2 separate regions of the Rattus norvegicus genome follow, and region 2 is linked to region 1. The links are chromatin contacts, called in public Hi-C maps. All regions are on one chromosome and are shown on one strand. The core of a region is the stretch at or near the end of the contact, and the rest is flanking DNA. Distances in the headings are between cores, read along the strand shown.

What was found. Hi-C and Micro-C count contacts between places; a contact is called where the count stands out from the background.
Region 2: a contact with region 1 is called in a Hi-C map of liver, with 4 times the contacts expected there. The contact joins two enhancer-like sites. A contact is called at or near these places in 3 of 12 Hi-C or Micro-C datasets (the A7r5 cell line and liver).

What each region holds. Positions count from the first base shown.
Region 1 is chr2:46,035,523-46,042,421 of GRCr8, reverse strand. It overlaps Slc38a9 (solute carrier family 38, member 9), which reads right to left and starts at 6,354. Exons shown (of 14, transcript NM_001035251.1): 1 at 6,216-6,354. The coding sequence starts at 6,325. Within about 2 kb of position 1,826, at least 6 of the 93 cell types and tissues checked have an H3K27ac peak or open chromatin away from gene starts, as enhancers often do. A contact at or near this core is called in liver, where this site is marked.
Region 2 is chr2:46,191,953-46,199,572 of GRCr8, reverse strand. The region is part of intron 1 of Plpp1 (phospholipid phosphatase 1); the gene reads right to left. Among named protein-coding and RNA genes, the nearest start is that of Plpp1, 23 kb to the right of the region's middle. Within about 2 kb of position 6,037, at least 12 of the 93 cell types and tissues checked have an H3K27ac peak or open chromatin away from gene starts, as enhancers often do. A contact at or near this core is called in liver, where this site is marked.

The DNA.
Region 1 (6,899 bases), core at 577-3,076:
TCACTTCCCAGGCTCCCCAGTGAGAGAGGGGGAAAGTGCAATGAAGTATGACTGACTTCCCAGGAGTGGGTTGAAAACAAAACAGACAAGCTAACTCCCCAGAGCTGAGAGATCTAAAGAGCTAAAACTCAGGTGAGCAGATACCGAGGGGGAAAAGTTTAAAAAGTTTAAAGAGAGAAAAGAGAAGGAAAAAGGCATTGGAACAAAGAATTTAAGAGACTAAGAGGATTCCAATGAGACTAGAAAAAGCATAATCTAATGACGTAACAAAGTCACATATAAATAAGGTGCCTCTAATGCTAAGATCAAGAATTTTTTCCTTAAGCATTTGGCAAAAATATACTTCTTTGAGGGCCAAAAGTAAGAGGAGAAGTGGGAAAGTACGGAGGAAACTGGGCTGGGGAGGGGGCAGGAGAGAAAGGAGCAGAGGAGATGGGAGACAGATGGGTTTGATGAAGTGCGTAATACAGAGCAGTGGTACCAGTGACAATGGAGGTCCTGCCCATCTGACTGCTTGGTGGCAAGCTCTTCATTACGTAATCTGTGGTGGCTTAGCACACTAGCCCTCCTGGGAAAATCAATTTCTCTTTTTTCCCCTACCTCTTTCCTCTTTTTAGGAAGTTTAAGATCAAATTTAGGGCCTTGTACATGCTAAGTACACTGTCTCCCACTGCCTGAATTTTTCTCATTTTTGTTGTTTATATAATCGAGAACTATAAAATCATCAAGCACCAGGTAACCACTTCCAACTGCCGCCATAAGCCAACATCTATTAAACATTTTACCTTGCCTTTGGAAACTGCTTGAGTCTTCCTCTCTCCTAGAGCCACAAATACCCACCTATCAAGTTAGGCTGATCTACAGTGACAGCATTTGTGGGAGGAGAGATAGAGAGGCTGCTTCACAAACACACAGACTGGTAGATACTCTAACAGCAAGGCACCATAATGTACCTTACATGGTCCAAGGGCACGAGGAAGCTCTGTATTTGAAACATCCAATTCTATCTTAGTGGTTTCTCGGAGCATGACCAACACCCTCAATAGCAAAAGCTTGAATGTTAGGATTTGGTATTTTGAGACTTTTTGGTGTTGAAATGAAAACAGTCATATAAATGTAATAGATTATATTTCTGATCCATCAGATTATTCTCCATTCTAATACCAAGTGGGCCACAGAGCCCTGCAAGAACAGGACAGCTGGGCCCTGTAACCACGCTGTAGAAGAAGAGTGTGTGTACAGAGCATGCTTAGGGGGTGGAGCCTCAGGGAGCTCCGGCCTTACAGAGTAACCCTGGGCCTACAAAGAGTCACAGGAAAGCCCTGAACTCTGGGAAAAGGAGAAGGGAAAACAAGGAAAGACACACAGAGAAGGGGAAAGCTAAAAACTGAGCCAAGCCACAGTACAGTACTTGCATAATGTACACAAGGCCATGGGTTCAATACCCAGAACTGGAAAAAAAATTAAAAATTAACCATTTCATAACTTTGTAGGCTGGCTGGGAAGGTCAGCTTTCCCAGGGCATAGTCACAGAGCAGTAGGGAAACATGAAGCAATCCTGAATACCAGCTCCATTAGTAGTCTCCAAAAGCCTGAGAAAAGCCTGTTAATTCCCAATAGAATGTATCGACTAGAACACAGGAGGCTTCTAGACCTTTCTGCCCTTCCGTTTACATTTTATTGTTCATTCTACCCCAAAACAGATGACAAAACAGCACTGGCGGGAGGCGTGCTGAAGGAAAAGGGGCCTTACTTATCTATAACGCGCCTAAATGATTCACACGCCTGTGGCGTGCATCTTCCAATGTCAAAGCCCTTCCTCCACCTGCTTCAGACTCTACCTCATAAAAATGAGAAGCCTGCAGTCCTTGCCTGCCAGTTAAGAGACTAAGATCTGAACTAACTTAAGATTCGACTGCCCCCTAGTGGGAGAGAGGAAAATAACACAAGCTAAGTAATATTCAAACATCCAAGGTTGTTTCCTATCATCCTACAGCCGCAGTTTCCCAAATGTAAGATAATCTGGGACACCGCCATCATGAACGCTAACTGGATGATATATGTGGCAATGTAAATCAGAAAAGTATAAATACACCAAAGTCCTTGTCTAACAGATATGACAGGGAGCTAAATGAATTCAGTTGGAAAGGGGAGCAGACTGGTAAGAAACATCAAATTATACTACACACACATACAGGGTGGCACCAGAGCACAGGGACTCAAAGGACTGGAGCTTGGTACTAGTCATCTAAGTTTTATTTACATGTAAAGTGGGAGAATCTATATCTCAGCAGAAACAATGTTTAAAGTACTCACATATTTTTTCTCATCAAATAGTTCCTGCTTTCTCCAGCAGAGATTATCCCACAAGCAGAAGCAAGGACTGCTAAGGTCTTACAAGTGGTTCATTCGTGCTTACCAGTTACACCAGGACTGAAAATAGCGGATTCTCCCCGTTCACAAGTTTCATTACAGAAAATGTATTTCCATTTAATATACCCTGTTAGATTAAAATTTCGAGGAACTGAACTCCTGCCAACTCATTGTAATGGAATGCACTTTAATGACCTATGTCTTATTGTCACAGTGGCCGATTATTTAGCACAGAACTTGGAAGCTTCAAGAAAACTCTGAACATTGTCAGCATTTGTAAATGCATACATTCACCGAGACTGGAATATACCAGTAAGAATCAACATTACCAACTTCTCTATTTCTTCTGATAGCCACTGTTAACGACGACTTCTTCAGGGATAAATTTTACACTTCCAGTTGTAGCTACAAGAAAAACTGAAAAATCAAGTATCTGAAGAAGGGGTTACAATGGGTTACAATACAAGAATGGGTTGCCAGGCTCAGCTCACTGTCATCTGTCTGCTGCAGCTCTTAAGCAGACTAACCCTCCGCTGACAGGAAGGAGGGTGGCAATGACTAGGTGCTGACTATCTGCTAACACTGCACCAGGCTCCCTTACCTCAGCTGTGCGGTCCCTCTCAGCCATCTGAGCCCTCCCCAGACCTCATCTACATATACTGCATGGTCTACAATGCAGTAACTGACTGTACATGAATGGTGGCGGACTACAGATACTGCTCTGCACTTCACTTTTTCCTTTCAACAAAATAACGAGTTGTTCCATTTTGTTATATCATAAGGCCACCTCCTTTGTTTTAGATGAAAAATATTCCACTGTATGAATATGCCATAATTAAGTTTTCAGTCCTGGAAGAAAACACATTTTAGTTGCTTTCTTAGCAACTTACATGACCCTGTGTACACACCGCCTGACACCGTAAAGCAGTGTGTGTAGCAGTGAGATCGCTGATGCACAGAAACCTCAGAATTGACTGCTGGGATTTGAGTGTAGGATCACACGAACTTTGTGGGTAAAATTCTTTTTTTCTGGGTGCACATCTCTGTGTGCACATGTGTATGTATGCATTTGTGAGCACATCAGGTATCTACTTGAACTGCTTCTCTCTCTCTCTCTCTCTCTCTCTCTCTCTCTCTCTCTCTCTCTCCCTCTCCTTCATTTATTGGCATATTTGAGGTGGTGTATTCATTCATTCATTCATTCATTTGCTTATTTATTTACTGTGATAGTCTCTCACTAGCCTGGAGCTCATCAGTTTGGCTGGGCTAGCTAGCCAATGCTCTCCAGAAGCCCTGCCTCCCTAGTGTGGCGATTACAGGTATGCACCACAGCTCCTGGATTTTATATGGATGCTGGAACCCAAATTCAGGTGCTCAAGTTTGTATGATAAATACTTCACTGGCAGAACCTCTCTCCTGGATTGAAGCCCCCTGGATTACAATTTTATTCTTCCTGCCTGGAGTAGACGATGACTTTCTGTCATACTGATACTGATAACATACTTTTCTAATATATACATTTAAACGTTTCTAAATGAGGACACCTCATAATCTTTAACACCCAATGTCTGAATCACTGTTGGCCGGGTGGTGGTATGATGGCTACCTCTAGTGGTGTGTGACAAATAACTGCCATCCTGGGCCACCTCAGTCAAACCACAGAACCACTTCAGGAAGGACTGGGATCCGTAAGAGAAGACCTCTCCTGACACCATCTGGTGAGACCAGGACAGTACAAGTACAGGGATCTGCGAGCATCCTCAGAGCTGCTGGAGAAAATCAAGGAAGGTTGTGTCATCAAAGTCACCCACTCTCACAACTGTCCACGCAGGAGGGACACACAACATGTCTGATGACCAAATCAAAAAGTGATCCAGAAGAATCAGGTTTTCTAAGTGTGAGGTGTTATAATGTCTTAACCAATGCATGTTGTTTCTATGATCAACGTTTATAGTTCTATAAGAGACAAATGAGAAATAACACACAATATGGTCAAGAGTTCTTTCAGTGAAAAGAAAGCAAAAATTCCAAGTCCAGGTTTTTACATGTATAATACCCACAGACAGTGTGCAGTGTACGCCTGTGTGTTGTGCGTTGGGTTTTTTGAAATGGTCTGTTTATGTGTCTGGGTGCTTTGTCTGCAAGAATGTCTGTGCACCATGGGCACGACTACTGCTGATGGAGGACAGAAGGAGTCAGATCTCCTGGGATTGGAATTACACATGGTTATGAGCTATCATGTATGTATGTGCTAGGAATCAAACCCATGTCCTCTGGAAGAAAAGCCAGTTCTCTTAACCACTGAGCTTCATTCCAGACCCTCTTTGTCTGTCTGTCTGTCTGTCCGTCTACCTCTACCTACCTACCATTCAAGACAAGGTCTCAGTACGTAGCTCTAGCTCTCCTGGAACTCACTCTAGAGCAGACTGGCCTCAAACCCATAGGACTCTGCCTGTTTATACCTTATAAGTGTTGGGGTTAAAAGCGTGTACCACTATGCCAAGCTTTGTATATTCTAAATGCAATTTACAACCAAGAGCATCTCAGATTTGATGAAATACTCCAAATCCCATTTTGCATCATTCAGGAACATTTTAGTTTTTCTCGCAGATTTTGCATATTCCTGTTAAAACTACTTTAAGGATATTTTATAAATTTTTCTACCTCATTTCCTCACCGGAAGACTATTTATTTTTCGTTTAAACTTTTTATAACTTTCTTCCTTCATTTACTCAGTGTGAGAACACTCTAGTGCTATTGTGCATATGCAGGTCAGAACACTGGCACTGGGTAAGTTCCTCCCTCTCTCATGTGAGGCTTGGGGAGCTAACCCAAGTAGTCAGGCTTAGTGGCAAGAGCCTTTCCTGCTGAGCCATCTCTCTAGTGCCTCGGGTTTTTTGTTTTTTTTTTGTTTTTTTGTTTTTTTTTTTGGCGTGTTACTTCTTTTCTTTTCCAATAGACAAGGTATCACTAAGTAGCCCAGGCTGGCCCCAATCTCCTGCCTCTGCCTCTTGAGTGCTAACTGCTAGGTGTGTGCCGCCATTTTTGGTCTTCTTTTTTCCTATTTTGTAAGTAACCACTTTGTGTATGTGTGCCCGCAAATATGTTCACGCACTGAGGCCAGAGGAGGGCAATTATCCTCAGTCTTATTTCTAAGAGCCAGGGTCTTCCTTAGTCTGGAACTCCTGTTTGTTTGGTTTTTTTGTTTGTTTGTTTGTTTGTTTTTCAATCAGATTGGCAGCCAGCAAGTCATGGTGATCCTCCTGTCTCTACCCACTCCGTCACTGTGTCTTAGGTGTGCACAGGCTCACATCCAGCTTATGTGGTAGCTGGGATGCAGCCTTCGGTCCTCACCTCTGCACATCACACATTGTACCGCAGCATCTCTCAACCCAGTAACTATTTTCTTGAACTCACTCACTAGTCCTCTTTTCTACTTATTTTTTTTAAAGATTCTCTTGAGGTTTCCAATTATAAATTGAAAAATTATTTAATCTGAAATTATTTTAAATTATCTGCTGGTATTTAAATTAAGTGAAGGTAAAAGGCTATTCCTTTTCTATCTTTAGCATCGGATTACTTTGCGTGAAGTGGGTAATCACAGATATTTGAGTCAATTACATAAATGCATCCTACTTGATAGCAGACACGCTCATTCCAAGACACGAAAATGTGTAAACGAGGGCACAGGATTCGTGTCACCATATGCATATACATCAGAGTAAAAATTCTGTAAGAAAACGATTATTTCCCTATCAATACTATTGATCTTTTGGGCTGTAATGTATTATATCTTAATTGTTAGAAGCCCTAATTATGAAATAAACACATTAAGACCTTACCTTTTAGATCTTAGGTCTGAGGAGTCAAACTGGATATTCATAGGTCCGGGATTCACTTCATGTTCTACCTCAGAGATAAGATGCCTAGAGTCACTATCCACGTTTGCCATTTTTTCTCAGATTCCAGGCACTGGGGAAGGCAGTCCTATATGAACCAGAAAAAGGTAATTTAGTTTAGTCTTAAAAACATTTTACTATTTTTAATATATTTGCATGAAAGCAAAATAGAGAAGAATGGGGATTTGCTGTTGGTATCATTTTCAAAGACGGCTCACTGTTACCCAGTTTGGTCTCCCACTGCTGAGCAAGCCACGGACTATAGGTGTAAAGCCATCAGGGCTTAAATGGGGTATATGATTGACATTTATCAGAAATATTACTAACTTGACATTTTTCTCTTTCATCCTAAAGAAAAGTAAGTGAGACAATTCCTTTCCAGGAATATAAAGAGTCAGTTATTTGGAGCCAATCCTGGAATAGAATATTTTTAAAAATCTTTTTGAAAGGCTTAAAGAGAGAGAGAATGAAATCAGGTAAGCTGGCAGCAAAGAAAAGAAACACTGGAATGGCTGCAGGGAATGGCTGCTTTTTCAGAATTTGAACTGATGACTTCAAAGCCTCGAGACTTAGGGAAACAAACAGAGATCAAGGTCCACCTAAAGTAAAGACTGTGAGTTTCCCCTC
Region 2 (7,620 bases), core at 4,788-7,287, 150 kb before region 1:
ACACTACACTGCAGGGAACTCAAAGTGTGAAAGGTCCAGGTGTAGCCTCCTTAGTCTGCTACCAGCAATCTGACAGGAGCTGGCTGGCGGGGAATAAACACACCCCGCACACTCTTCTCCTGCTCTGTTTTCCATCGTCTAAACCCACGTAGATGCCAACTGGCAAGGGCAGCCTCATGATGCAGAGGGCAGGTATGGTACAAAGGTGGAGGAGATCAAATGCCCTGAACAAGTGGAAGTTTACCCATTCTGGAGGCAGAAGCTGAAGGCAGTCAGAAATGTGTGGGAAACAGTACCTGAGAACCAGAGAAAGGGGACTACTTAACGAGATAATGTCTGTATTGCTACACCTTAGGAATTCTGGACTTTATTTTGTGGATAAGAGCACTATCCAACTTGGCTTTAATGGAGATTGGGAACTCTGAGAAGAGCTATGTAAAGCAATGTGGAGGGAATCCAGGGGAAGGTGAGAGGCAAGAAATACTCCTGTACAGGAAAGAGGCTGAGGGCCAGAAATAAAGGAGCATGGGAACAGTAAACAGGGCACCCTGTCATGTTGTCATGTCTCTAGGCACAGACAGCGATCTCTCTACACATGCCTTTGGTGCTGGGTAGAGTCTACTCTCCTACCAACCCTGAGTACACTGCCATCTAACAATAATCTCCACAGTTTTCCTCACAGTAAGCACTTCAAGGAATGTTGTTGGAATGAACAAGTAGGCAACAAACTCTGAAGCCTACAGTAATCTTGAGTAACAACAAAAGTGTAGCCTGAAAAGGTTTACATAATTGTCCTTTCTCAAAGGTGCAAGTTCAACACAAATCAAAACAAACAAACAACAAAAATCAGATGTCAGAGTACTTGCTGAGCACACATGAAGTCTTGGCTTAATTTCCAGCAACAATGCACACACACACGTGCATTCATGCACACACACGCTCGGGAAAGGGGGGCTGTATGAGGGGAGCACTTTCAACTCTAATCACTATTCTTTCTCAAGCTTGCTTTTCTCCTGATTACACAAATGGCTAATGAATGAACAGACTAAACAGAACCGGGTTAATTACCCAGGCAAACTTCATGTACAAGTCCCCAGAATCCTGAAGCTAACTTCCTAGTGCCAGCATTACCCAGTGAGTCTCAGCTGATGCTACTACAGAGCCACTGCTCTCTGCAGGGCCCTCACTCTCCTCAGTGAAAACAAAGTCAGGGACCCGACGCCTCTTCTTAACTGACCCACGCCAAAACAGAATCCTACACCCTCTTGCAGGCAAACAAAAGGATCTGCCCTACATATGAGAGACTGAAGAATAAGGCCTAACAAGGAAACACTCCAGATTCAGCTCCTGTGTTCCTGGGTTAAGATACTGGATTATGATAAGTACATTATGATATGTACGTGACCTATGGATCACACTTAATGTATTCCACTCCTCCATGAAATTTCCAATCAGCATTCACTCTACACAGCTTCAAAGTTAGCAAGGAAAATACATTTCTATACCTTTGTTCTAAGACTCTGAAATTAATTAGCACATGGTGTAGTACATAAAAAGGCTAAGTCTTATTGTAGCCACTTCTTGAAACAAAAATAGATTTTGGGTTTTAAAAAATAATTTAGTTATAATGTGTATAAGTGTTTTGCCTGCAGGTATGTTATGTGTACCACATGCATGCCTGCAGAGGTCAGAAGAGGGCATCAGAACCTCTGGAACTGGAGTTAGATGGTTGTGAGCCACCATGTGGTGGCTGGGAATTAAAGCCACTATCTATATGAGCACCGAGTACCATTAACCACTGAGCCATCTCGCTAGACTCTGAAGTACAAACATGTTTAAAAGAAAGATTTGTTTCCCACAGAAAAGATTTATAGCACAGGTGTCTGTAGCTATTTACTGAGTCTCACCAAACAAATCAAACAACTGGATCACATTACCCGGTCCTGCTCATGTTTTCCAAGGGAAAGCAACTTTTGTTGATCAACCATATAGGTCATAGTAATGCTCATATACTGTAAGCACTTTCGTCTGCACAGAAGAATACAACTATATTTCAGATTTCCTACCCAGAATTCATAAAAGTTAAAAGTAAAAAACTTAATCCATAATAAGAGTATGGATCAAATACAAAGAAATGTATTCATTATAGTCAGCACAATTATCTAAAAATCATTCCATGGCATACAATTTCACTAGTATAAAATGAGCATGCTTGTTTTTGAATACACATGGGAAAGTCTGAAAAAATATATAATCAACTTTTTCCCCTTTTTAAATTAAATTATTTTATTTATTTACATTCTAAATGTTGCCCTCCTTCCTGGTGTCCCTCCCTCTCCCCTTTGCCTATGAGAGGGTGCTCACCCACCCCCACCTCACTCCCTGCCCCCAGCATTCCCCTATCCCTGGGGCATCAAGTCTCTACTGGATTAGGTGCATCCTCTCCCACTGAGGCCTGACCGGGCAGCCCTCTGCTACATTATAATCAACTTCTACGTTGTTATCTGCAGAGGCAGAATACAATCAGGTAGAAGGCACTTCCTGCTATACCCCCCTGTACACACCTTCAAGTTTAGCTATTTTCTAACAGTAGAATAGGACCACGTTCAAATTCTCTCAGTGCTTCATCACAATCCTTTGTTTCCTAAAATTATGCTTATAACTTACCTAAACTCATACTATCCTTTTCCTGAACTTCCCTTTCCTGTAATTATACATATAGCTCTCCTGAAAAAGCCCTATCTGTAGTAAGAAACTGTTTAAAACCAGCCTGCCTTCATACTCTGTGTAAAATGGACAACAGGCTGCTAGGCTTGAGTGCCAGGCCTCAGAGACGTACACTGAATGCCTGCCTCTAGGGCACTGGTTCTCAGCCTTCCTAACACTGAGACCCTAACACAGCTCTTCATGTTGCTGTGACTTTCAACCTTCAAATGATCTCATTGCTACTTCATAACTGCATTCTTGCTGTTGTGATTGTAATGTAAAATGTAATATGCAAGACATCTGATATGCAACCCCTGTGAAATGGCCATTTGTTCCACAAAGGAATCACGGCGTACAAGTTGAGAGCTGCTGTACTAGTGGTTTTCTTTCTTATTGATCATTAATAAAATATATTACTATAAGCCATCTTTAGTTTAATGAGGACCAGAAGAAAAGTTCAGAGCAGTGCTAAGCCAAATAAATTTCTGAAAAATCAAATGACCATATGGGTAGTGAGCACTTTACATGTGGCTAGTATGACTTAAGTATTAACTTTTAATTATAACTAATATAGTTTTAATAATTAGAATTAAAGCTATTCTCATTTTCATATATGAGGAGCATAGCAATGGATTAATTAATATAGTATTGGGCATCTCACACCACATTATTACTTAGAATACATATTTACATAAAATACATAAATTTACTTAGAATACATAAATACAAAGCTATATGCATGATGTGTTTCAGCTATGTGTATTGGTTCATGTCTGTAATCTGACACCTATGAAAATGAGAAAGAATAATAACAGGCTAGCCTGGGCTATAAGAACCTGGTTGAAACAAATAAAAATCTTACAATTAATCTTACACATTAATATAAGTCAGTTTCAAAAAAGCTCAAAGAAAAAGAAAGTAATTAAACAAGTGTCAATGCGGTAACGTTTTTTAGGAGCCCCAAAAAATTTTAAAAAAATACCAAACAGAAAGTCAATAGACTGAAAATGAGGTATGTGAACATGTATGGGTGCATGGTGCCTTTACAGGTTTATGAAATGGCTAGTCATGATTTAGCTTTTAAAACAGCAGGTGGGCATGTGGGGATGAGAGATAGACGGGACTAAGCTAAAGCAAATGATTTAAAAGCATTATCACTAACAGCATCTCTTAGTTAAACAGCATCAGAACTCAGACACTCACTGTCCCCGGTAGCCAGCTGCCGGCCGGGTGTGTAGTGGGCCAGGTAATCAGCATCCCAGGGAGGGCATTTAGCAGGAAGGAGGACAAGCTCTTAACACAGAATGTCTCTTCATACCACACCTCATGCCAGCTGTCCTCTAAGAAAAGCGTCTGATCAGGAGGGAATGGGTTTCCTGGGAGAATCGATGACCTGTTCCCTTGACCCATCTTAACCCATGAGCCTGAGCAGCTCTGTGCACACACACAAGCCCAATTCTGCTCCACTGTTTAGTCTGTATATGGAGGTGGTGATGCTCTATGTGACCGTGGGACAGCTTACTCTACCACACAGGCTAAGTGGCCATCTTGATGCCTAAGTACTGTATTGAAACAGTGGAAGGGTGGAAGGCTGCAATATTAAACAGACAGAAAGTTGCTTCTAGACTGTTTCCCTGAAAAAGAAATAAATAAGCTCACATGTAAAGAACACATTCCAGTGAGGGAAAACCAGTTTATGTAAATTTGACCTGTGTAAGCATTTCTGCACTTTGCTATTAGGTCCACAGTTTGTGAAAGTGTGCTTCCACACACCCTGTTATTTTCTCCTCTTCTGAAGGTCAGAAGCAAGTTGTTGTTGTTGCTGTTGCTGTTGCTGTTGCTGTTGTTGTTTGAGGGCTAATTACTGCTTTGTATTATCTAAGTTGTCTTTAGAAAGTTCTATTCACTCCTACCTTAAGAAATGTTCTTTTGTATATAAATCAGTTTTGATAGTTTCGTATCCTTCCAGATCACATGACGCACCCTCCTATTGATCAACTGCTATCTGCTGTTTCTCACTGTGTGTGGAGGTCACGGGAAAACCAAGAGTTGATTCTCTCCTACTACATGGGCTCTGGAGCAGAAACTCAAGCCCTCAGACTTGGCAGCAGACACCTTTACCCACTGGGCCATCTTGCTGGCCCTCAACACGTGTTCTTGACCACGGGAGAAGTTGGTGAAAGCTGTACTTCAGAACAAGGAGTTAGTTCAAGGGAGAGCTGGAAAGGGCAGGTGTGAGGGGACAGTGTGACAGAGCACTGGCTCAGCAATGAGAGAGTAACCGAGCAAACCACCCTGGGCTCCCCGGCACCTGCCTTCTGGTCACTGCCCTGCAGCACTGCCTCTCCGTGGTTAGCTTGATTCCACTGTGAGAATTACTCTGCACACCCCACCCCGCCTCTCATTAGAACAAAGGAGGAAAAGCACGGAAGGAAAAGAGTTTGTTTAAGTGATACTTACCAAAGGTTTGGGTTTTGGGTTTTTATTGGGGGGGTGTCATTTGTTTGCCTCTCCATTTTATAGGTTTGAGTCCATAATTCTCAGCAATATTCTCAACTTTGGAGCATTTTAGTTCATCCTCATACCTACAATCTTTTTAGGCATATATTTAAACAGCTCTAAAAAGAAACCCAGAGGTGGGGCTGAGGATGTGCTCCATGGTAGATCATCTACCCACAGGATCACAAGAACACAAAAGCAAAGCCAAAATTTTCTAAAGCTGTTACAGAAGGGTGCTTCACACACCACACACCACACACACACACACACACACACACACACACACACAGAGAGAGAGAGAGAGAGAGAGAGAGAGAGAGTGAGTGTTGAAGGGAGGTGGGAAGAGTGCTCACCTGTTTTTCACACCTGCTGGTCACCTGTTGTTCCTTTCAGAAAAGCACATGACAGGCCAACTGGCCAAGGACACCCATTCCTTCCACTCCCCTATGCTAACAGCTGTTCTCTTTTTTTTCCTGCTGCCTAAGGTCACAGAGTCAGTAGCAAATTTTCCATGTGGCTTTCTGGATGCAAGAGGCAGGGAAATGACTAAGGGTGTGTGATTATTTCTAGTTTCCCTTCTCTGGGCACTCTCAGGGCAATCTACTTAGGATTTCTTTGGGACTTGGAGCTATAATTTAATAAGACCAAAAACATTCTGTTTACAGAGCTGGAATTGGAGTTGAGAATAATATGGACACATTTTGAAAAACTGTACTAGAACATGTGCACCATAAATGGGCAGCTTATCAGAAATGCATCATGCTGACTCAACAGGCTGCACACCATGTAACTCCATTTATATGAATTATATGACAACATTCCATTTATATGACATTATAGGATGGAGACCAGCTCAGTGGTTACCACAGCTAGAGGGCAGTGGGGGAAGTAGATTACAAAGGAGAAGTGTGAAAAAATAATAAACCAGTGACTTATGGAAAAACTGACCAATTCTCTATTCTGACTCTGTAGCAACTACAAGGCTAAATTCTACATTGACTAACTATGGGCCTGGACAGATTATGTGTACACACTGCTCTTGCAGAAGACCTGGGCTTAGTTCCCAGTACCTACGTACATTCCCAATGACTTGTAATGCCAGTTCCCCTGATTTGATGCCCCTCTGATCCTCCTTGGGCACTGGCATAAATAAACTTATGTATACACACAAACACATACACACAGAAATAAAGAAATAAAAATAAAAGTTTTTAATATTTCTAACCTAAGTTCATTATACGCCAACACAGAGATTTAGATTGTGTATCAACACAAAGCAACAGAAACGCCACTGCAGCCTGCCGGAAGCTTCATCCCAGCTCCACACGTGCTGCACCTATCCCACCCTACAGGGACCTCACCCCTCGACCCGGCAGAGGTCAGCTTGTCATGCGAGTCCACTCCAACGCTCCTGTAATCCTTGCTTCCGTGCAGCAGGTTGGAGTCTTAGACAGGGCTGGGTAGTCAGATATGCCTGTCTTAATTTGCTTCTGGCACATTACCAGAAACTACTTGAATGAGTATCAGCACATTTCTTTCCTAATTTCAGTTTCCTCATCTAGTATGAGTAATATTTACCTATCACCCAGAAATGTTATGGATAAAATCCCAGGCATAGTAAAGATTTATCTAAAAAAAATGCTTTCTTCCCTAATCTTTCTCTTCTGGTCTCTTGCTATGATATGCAAATCTATCCAAATGCTTAACTCAAATACTGCAATTATCTCTCTAAGTAAAAGGCCTCTGTAATCCTTGCATTCATAGAAGCTATCAGATCCACCATCTCCAACGCTATCTAATCTGTTCGCCTGGTCTGATCCGATGTTGCAGGAGTTATCGAGATGTAGAGAGGCTGACAGGATAGAGCAGAGTACACTGAGATACCAAGGTACCTGAGGATTCCAGAGTCTCTCCAAGGATGGTTTATGCAGCGGGAACTGCAGATAACCTGGGATTCAAATGTGGGCCTGTGAGGGGGCTCAGCAAGGAAACCCTGACTGAGAAGGACTGAGCCAGTACTCAAGAGCTGTATTCTCACCTCCTCCACATGTGAGCCAGGGCAGTCGCTCACACACATGCACACACATGTGAGCAAGGGCAGTCACTCACACACATGCACATACATGTGAGCCAGGGCAGTCACTCACACACATACACACACATGTGAACGAGGGCAGTCACTCATACACATGCACACACATGTGAGCAAGGGCAGTCACTCTTATACATGCACACACATGTGAGCCAGGGCAGTCACTCACACACATGCACACACATGTGAGCCAGGGCAGTCACTCACACACATGCACACACATGTGAGCCAGGGCAGTCACTCACACACATGCACACATGTGAGCCAGGGCAGTCACTCACACACATGCGCACATGTGTGAGCCAGGGAAGTCACACTCACGC